2 separate regions of the Pan troglodytes genome follow, and region 2 is linked to region 1. The links are chromatin contacts, called in public HiChIP or PLAC-seq maps. All regions are on one chromosome and are shown on one strand. Each heading gives the region's core, a stretch centred on a gene start, on an enhancer-like site or on the middle of the called end of the contact. The rest is flanking DNA. Distances are from core to core; before and after follow the strand shown. Region 1 holds the start of TCF12 (transcription factor 12). Region 2 holds the start of LOC746315.

What was found. HiChIP or PLAC-seq counts read pairs in DNA pulled down with a chosen protein or histone mark.
Region 2: an H3K4me3 HiChIP or PLAC-seq map of stem cell-derived excitatory neurons shows a contact between it and region 1, with 5 times the contacts expected there. The contact joins the promoter of LOC746315 here to the promoter of TCF12 in region 1. A contact is called at or near these places in 1 of 7 Hi-C or Micro-C datasets (stem cell-derived neural progenitor cells) and 1 of 1 datasets of contacts at active chromatin or transcription factors (stem cell-derived excitatory neurons).

Annotation. Positions count from the first base shown.
Region 1 is chr16:48,931,868-48,935,749 of NHGRI_mPanTro3-v2.0_pri, forward strand. TCF12 (transcription factor 12) reads left to right here and starts at 2,164. Exons shown (of 20, transcript XM_016927652.4): 1 at 2,164-2,711; 2 at 3,697-3,793. The coding sequence starts at 3,719. LOC134808534 reads right to left here and starts at 1,483. Exons shown (of 4, transcript XM_063795048.1): 1 at 1,345-1,483; 2 at 870-1,017.
Region 2 is chr16:49,309,622-49,313,503 of NHGRI_mPanTro3-v2.0_pri, forward strand. LOC746315 reads left to right here and starts at 2,195. Exons shown (of 3, transcript XR_010151712.1): 1 at 2,195-3,130.

The DNA.
Region 1 (3,882 bases), core at 914-3,413:
GGGGCCTTAAAAATGATCTAATCAGACTTCCTACCTGACCTTTATGTCTTTGCTACTAAAAAAATGGTCATTGGGGTGGTACTGTGTAGACCACACTAGATTACAGACAACAGAAAATTCGAATCCTATTGGTCTAATCTGTGAAGATAGACCTGAATTCAGAAGTTGCTTGATTCCGAGCCTCAAAAATGTCACCAAAGCCAGGCACGGTGGCTCACGCCTGTAATCCCAGCCCTTTGGGAGCCTGAGGAGGGCAGATCACTTGAGGTCAGGAATTCCAGACCAGCCTGGCCAACATGGTGAAACCACGACTCTACTAAAAAAATAAAAAATTAGTTGGGCATGGTGGCACGCACCTGTAATCCCTGCTATTTGGGAGGCTGAGGCAGGAGAATCGCTTGAACCTGGGAGGCGGAGGTTGCAGTGAGCCGAGATCCTGCCACCACACTCCAGCCTGGTGACAGAGCCAGACTACATCTCAAAAAAAAAAAAAAAAAAAAAAGTCACCAAAGATCAAATCTCTATGCATGTTTGTTTTCTTGATGTCTTCTTTATTCTAACCCGGCTAGACTTGTATTTGGAAGATGGCTACCCACCATCCAGGGGACCCGTTTTTTTGAGGACATGCAGAAAGAATGGGTTACCTCTGAAGCGCTCTCAGAAAATGAAAGAAAAACTTTTCCCAACAAAGACCAGGAAATTGCTCCTCATTGGCCCAAATATGTTACGCTCATTGCCAGCCAATAACTGTGGCAGGGAATGGGATTCTGCTGATTTAGGTTGGAATTATGCTACGTTGCTTAGATTGGGACCACATGCCCCTGTAAGTAGGCAGAGCAGGGATGTGACTAAGAACTGGGCTTGTTTACCAAGATAAGGAAGAGTGGATACTGGGGAGTCTAGGCCACCATAAGTTTCAGGTACAGCCAATGCAAAGCCTTGGAAATCCACCTGACAGCTCCGGTTGTACCGTCCGCCCTCCGTATCTGGGGTTTCCAAATTCCGGGATTCAATCAACTGAAAACAAGAAATGTAGTTAGGCTTACCAGGCCTGAAAATACATGAAAATATAGAGCCTAAAATATAGCCTGAAAATGTACTGAAAATATAGAGATTTCTTTGGATGATTATTTCCTAAATACACCTTAACAACTATTCACATAGCATTTGCATTGTATTAGGTTTTATAAGTAATCTAGAGATGATTTAAAGTATATGGGGAAATACATCATTTTTATGTAAGAGACTTGAACGTCTTAGAAAATCCAGAGTCTGCGAACCAATCCCACGGATATAGAGACAACTGTACTAACTACAGTAATGGCATATGGTAGCTGAATCTACCTCTCTTTCCATCCCAGTCCGGAATCCAAAGGCTCCTTCTTGCCATGTTGTCCTCGGGCGTTGGCTGCTTCCTCCCATTTGTTACTTTGGAAGTGTCTTCTTTCCTCAGTGTTTCTTCTGCGTGGGCCTTACCGGTCTTTACTGCACTCACTTACCTAAGAGGCAAAACACTGGCTGCCATTCAAGAAAATCTCACTTTAGCCCAGAATCGAAGAACTGGGGCTTCTTTTGTCTTCTTTCTACTCTGGGGCTTCTTTGAGGCCAAGTTCAGAACTTGTGCACAAGACAGTGGCTGTGTGACAGAGCCACCCAGGGCTGTCTCCGTTAGATGAAGAGACTGGCTTGATCCATTCCCAAGAACTAGTCCCACGTGCAGTTCGGTGGCTCCGAATGGGATTTGGGTGCGAGGGGGTGATTGGAGATGTGGGGTCTGGGTGAGTGGGGTATTTGAGAACCTGAAGCTCACAAGGCTTTGTCTGGTTTGAGGGACGTTTTGCCCTTTCTCCCGCATTCGGCTCTGCATCGAATCTGACCGGCCGCGCCTACTCTCGGAACGGCCGAGGAGGATGGGTCTCCCGTCCCCACACGCGCGGTGTCTGCGCCGACTGCAGCCCTCCTGGACGGGAGCCTCTGGGCCCAGCTTAGGGTGGCGTCCAGCGTGACCTACTCGGGAATGGCAGCCTTCAGTGTCCTGCGGCCTCGGGTTCCGGGAAGCTCGGGGACCTGGGCAGCGGATCCAGATGCTTCCACAGCTGTGTCTCCGTCGCTCCGCTTCGGGGGCCGAGAACCAGCAAGACCAACGCGAGGAGGCGCCACGGTGCCTGCCACCCCGCTCCCAGGAGGCCCGGACGAGGCTTCGTCGGCGAGCGGTCGGGGCCTGCTTCTCGAGGTGCCTGCGAGCGCCTCATGCCCCTCCCCACCGGCCCCAACTCCGTCCCGCCTCACCCGACCGCGGGCTTTGTCCACCCGCCGCGGTGCGGCTCCTCCCAGTCCCCGCCAGCTCCTCCCCGCCCCCTCTGCCGGCCCCACTTCCTAGGCGGCGGAGCGGGTCGGGGAGGGAAGGGTTAACCCGCGGCTCTTCCCGGCGCGGAGGGATCCGGAGGCGAGCCGAGCGCGGTGGTGAGGCCGCCTCAGCGAAAAAAATGTCCGCCTGAAGAGACCCACAAGTTCTATTCGGGGGGACCGACAGCCCGCCCCGGGAGGAAGGGGCGGCCAGGCCCGAAAGCCGCCTCCCCCTCCCAGACCCGAGAGCTCGTGCGGGGCAAAGTGAACCGAGCCGCTGGGCGGTGCAAGGGGAAGCCCAAGCCCGTTCTCCCGGCCAAAGTGAACTTTAATCGGGGTGGTTGGATGCGGAGACGGGGCGGCAGGTAATTGCGGGCTAGCGAGCGGGAGTGGGGCGGCGCGGCGGGGCCGGGGGCTGCGGGGCGCCGCCGCGTCCCTGCCGGAGCGGGGGCGCCCCCGTCCCCCGCCTCAACTCCGCGCCCCTTTGTACAGCGCCAAACCCGGGGTCCCCTCCAAGTTGGGGAGCGGAGTGGGGGCGGAGGCTCGAGTCGCGGGCGCTCAGGCCCGCTGGCGGCGCGCTCGGCCTGTGCGCCCCGTTCGGCGCCCGACTCGGGCCGGCGCCCAGGCTCCGGGGCGCGCGGGAGATCGGGCGGCTTCGGCCGCGGAGCCAGGCTCATTGTTCGGCAGGTCCGGGGCAGGGCAGCAAAAGTGGGAGGAGGCCGAGCCTGGGGAGGAGGACGCCGGCCGAGAGCGAGACTAGTTGTCGGGGTTTCTGTTTTCTGTTTAAAAACGCCCCTTGGATGAGCTGGGGGTGCTTTCCGACTCCCTGGGCCCGCCGGGGACGTCCGGGCGGCGGCGGCCGCAGACGCGGGCCTGCGAGCGGCGCGTTCCCTGCAACTTGTCAGTTCTATTGTTGCCGAGCGAGTGAGTCACTTCGCATCTCCGCTCGCCGCCGCTCCGCTCGCTGGACGCCGAATTGCCCCTCACCCCGCTCCTCGAGACCCCAGTCGCGGCCGGGCCCGGCGCGCGGAGCACCCGGCGGCGGCGCGGAGCAGGGGGCGCCGAGGAGGTGGCAGAGACTGGCTCGGAAACTTGGGGGAGAGGCGGCGAGTTGCGGGAGCCGCCGCGTCGGTCTCGGGCCGCGGCGAGGAACGCGTGGATTCCGGGACCCGGCGCGGGCACTGAGCCCTCCCGCCCCTTGCTCGCGCCGCGGTGGGAGCGAGTCGGGGTCCTGGAAGTCATCCCGGCGCCCCCAGCGCTCTTGCGTAATCTTCCCCAGTACCTCTCTCTGTGCCCTCACACACTTTGGGCCTCGGTGGTCTCTCGCTGAGCCCGTTTCCTCTGCCCTAGGACCTGCTAGAAGTGGCCGAAGATGAATCCCCAGCAACAACGCATGGCCGCTATAGGGACCGACAAGGAGCTGAGCGACCTACTGGACTTCAGTGCGGTATGAGAGCTTTCCACGGCATCTTGGGGTTCTGCTGAGGTTTTTGTTTGTTTGTTTGTTTCCTTTAAATAAAGGGTGAGGGGAAGCAA
Region 2 (3,882 bases), core at 945-3,444, 380 kb after region 1:
GACAGTGAACTCAGTTATAGAACAAGAACACCTGCCCGGGCTGACTGGGGGCCAGGATGCAGGGAAGGCTGCCTGGAGGAAGTGACATACCCCTGAGTCTCAATTGGCCAGGGAAACAATTGAGCAATGATTTGTGAAAATGAGTTCAGTAGAGGTTAATAAAAATTGGGAGTCCTGGCCAGTGGCTCACGCCTGTAATCCCAGCACTTTGGGAGGCCAAGGCAGGCGGATCACAAGGTCAGGAGTTCGAGACCAGCCTGACCGACATGATGAAACCCTGTCTCTACTAAAAATACAAAAATTAGTCGGGCATGGTGGTGCCTGCCTGTAATCCCAGCTACTCAGGAGGCTGAGGCAGGAGAATCGCTTGAACCCAGGAGGCGGAGGTTGCAGTGAGCTGAGATCATGCCACTGCACTCCAGCCTGGGCAACAGGGCAAGACTCCGTCTAAGAAAAAAAATACAAAAAAAAAAAGGGAATCCCTGCTGTCTGCAGTAGGCCAATCAAGTGTCCAAGAATCGTGAGAATGTGCTTCCCCGTCACCACCACCAGCCCACACCCACACCAAAATATGTCACCCTTCAATCCCTTCAAGTCTGTCTGCTCAGCATCCTGATCCAAACAAGCCACTTTAAAAAGTGCAGTTATGAGACAATTCGAACACTGACTGGACTACTGTTTATACTTTTAGATGTGATACTGTGGTTATGTTTTTCTAAAAGTCCTTGTCTGTTAGAGATACACACTGAAGTGTTTACAGAGAGAATGATACAATCGCTGTCTGGAATCCGCTTCAATACCATCCAGTGTTGGAGGGTGGGTAGTGGGGTTAGGGGGTTTTGAGGAAACAAGATTGGCCCGGTCTATCAGCATTGATGCTGGGTGAGATAGGTAAATGGGGGTTCATTATACACTTTACTTTTGAAAATGAAGTTTTTCGTAATAAAAAGTTGAAAGAAAGAAGGAAGGGAGATGGGAAGGCAGGGAAAGGAGAAAGGGAAGGAGAGAAGGAAAAGATTCTGCTCAAATGTCCCTTTGGAAACCTTCCTTGACCCCCGCCTTGGTGTGGGGCCAGGGGAATGGGGAGGCTGTTTTCTGCTCAGCCAGAGCAACAAGGCCCATGTGGAGACAGGAGGGACATCTGGGGAGCAGTCCCAAGCCACAGAGTCCTTCTGGGGACCAGCCACACCATGAAGAGAGAGCAGAACAGGGAGCATAGCACAGACCCATGACATAGCACTGTGCCGTGACATCAGCTGGCAAAGGCCCATGGGACCAGGAGGGAGGCATTAGAAGGGCGAACACTAGCAGCTGTTGAGTAGGAAGAAATGTGAGCCGACTTCTCTACCTAAGGAAGCGGTGGCAAGGCCGTGGAGGTTCGGGATGGGGACGGGTTCCAGGATTAGAGTGCTTTTTTTTTTTTGAAGGAGGAGAGGCTATCGTAGCCGCAGGTACCGAGCATCTGGTGTCTGGAGAGATGCAGCTACTCAAGGCAGTTTCTGATCTGGAACCAGGAAGTCTCTGTTTCCCCACCAGCCAGCAAACGTTCTGGACTTGGTGCTGGGCCTGCCACCACCAAAGGTGGAGATGCCCCACATACCTGCGTCAGGCATGACAGGTCACCCCTGAGTCCTTGGGTCTCCCCAAGGCTTCTCCAGGGCTTCCCAACAGGGCTGAGATTGAAGAAAACGCTCAAGGTCCATCCCACTGCTCCGACCCTCTCACCAGAAGAAAAGGGCTGTGTCCCAAGAGCAGCCTGCTTGGAAAAAGAATATGTGGGATGACTTGTCCAGATCTGCCCAGGGAGGCTGGGAATGGAGAGAGAGAGGAATCTGCCCACCAGTTGGGGGAAAAGTGGATTTCGCAACAACCTTGATGATACTAAATGCTTGGGGGGCCTGGGAAGACCAAATGTTTAATATTTGGAGAAGAGGCTGTCTAAACAGAGTAATTAGGAGGCTCCTTTGTAGTGATATGAAAGAGATGAATTGGGTATATTTGACATCAAAGACAGGAGATCCAGTGGGGAATGAGGCCCACGGCCGGGCGTGGGCAGCGCTGGAGGACAGGCTCTCCCAGTGTGCTGCGGGGGAGGGCAGCCCCTGCAGTGTGCGTGATGAGTGCTGGGAAACCCCCAAGTAACACTTCCCCACTCATTTAACACACTTCCTAAAACCTCTCCTCCCCAAAAGCCACTTTGCAAAAGCAGCGTTTACCACCAACCACGAGAAACACAGGAGCCTGCCTTCCACTGTTTACCATTGGGCAGGAAGTCGTTTATGGACCATTCTCTTGCCCAGGCTAAAGTGGACACTGAGGGCCGGTTGTGGGTGCCACCAGGCAAGCTAGGGCATCGGAGTTCAGCAGAGCTGGGTGGGAATTCTGCTTCTCCCTCCACTACCTGGGTAACCCTGGGCAAGTCACTTAGCCTCTCCGAGCATAAACTGCTTTGCTTGTAATATGCAAATAGTAAGGGGTGGGGGAAATTTTCTTTTCTTTTTCTTTTTTTTTTTTGAGACAGAGTCTCCCTCTGTCACCCAGGCTGGAGTGCAGTAGTGTGATCTCGGCTCATTGCAACCTCCGCCTCCTGGGTTCAAGCAATTCTCATGCCTCAGCCTCCTGAGTAGCTGGGATTACAGGCGCCCGCCACCACTCCCAGCTAATTTTTGTATTTTTAGTAGGGACGAGGTTTCACCATGTTGGTCAGGCTGGTGTCAAACTCCTGACCTCGTGACCTGCCCTCCTTGGCCTTCCAAAGTGCTGGGATTACAGGCATGATGGAGATGATACTCCCTAAATCACAAGGGTGTGGTGTGAAGATGAAATGGCTGCACATGACAGAGGAGTTGGAGAACAGGAAGCAAGTGGATCACTTGGATGAGCTGTGATGGGCCCAAGAAGAACTAAGCCAATCACTCCAGGGGGCGTTTTCCCAGGATCCAGGCAGAGAGCTGATTCCAGCATCCACGACGTATCCCCCTCCCCCTGTGGCCGGGGTCTCCAAGAGCCAGGCACCCACTGCAGAGCTTCCAAGCCCAGGCCCATTTGAACACAGGAGGACTTTTGAGGTTCATTTAACCCCAAAATCAGTGATTCTACATCTCAAGCTCATATTTTGAAGTGTTTACAGGTAAGTCATATGATACTGGTATTTATTTTTTAAATATTCTAGCCGAAAGTACATGGTAGACAAAGTGAGAATGTCAGAATGTTGATAATAAGTGAAACTAGACGAAGATACATGAAAGTTTAATTTTGATTCTCACCTACTTTCATGTGCATTAGGAAACTTTCATAATAAGTTAAAGTAACAAAATAGGCCAGACTCGGCTGCTCATGCCTGCAATCCCAGCACTTTGGGCGGCTGAGGCAGGCGGATTACTTGAGGTCACGAGTTTGAGACCAGCCTGGCCAACGTGGCGAAACCCCATCTCCCCTAGAAAATTAAAAAAAAAAAAAAATTGTAGCTGGGCGTGGTGGCAGGCCCCTGTAATCCCACCTACTCAGGAGGCTGAGGCAGGAGAATCGCTTGAGCCTCGGAGGCGGAGGTTGCAGTGAGCCAAGATTGCGCCATTGCACTCCAGCCTGGGTGAGAGAGCGAGACTCCATCTCTGAATAAATAAAGTAACAAAATACATTTCAGTCTCGAGCTCCAATTCCCTGCCGGGAAGAGCTGAAGCTGACCTCTGGCACCCCCTGCTTCTTCTCCCTCATCCCTAAAACATGTGGGGTACTGGGTGCCAAAGGAGATCTGAAGATGGCCACCACTCAGACCAGCAGGAGAGGCCAAGAAGGTGGTGAGAAATTATAAGGTATTGTAGCATATGCTCTCCAGGGTGAGGACACAGGACGCTGGGACCTAAGGAGGGAGCAGTTAACCCA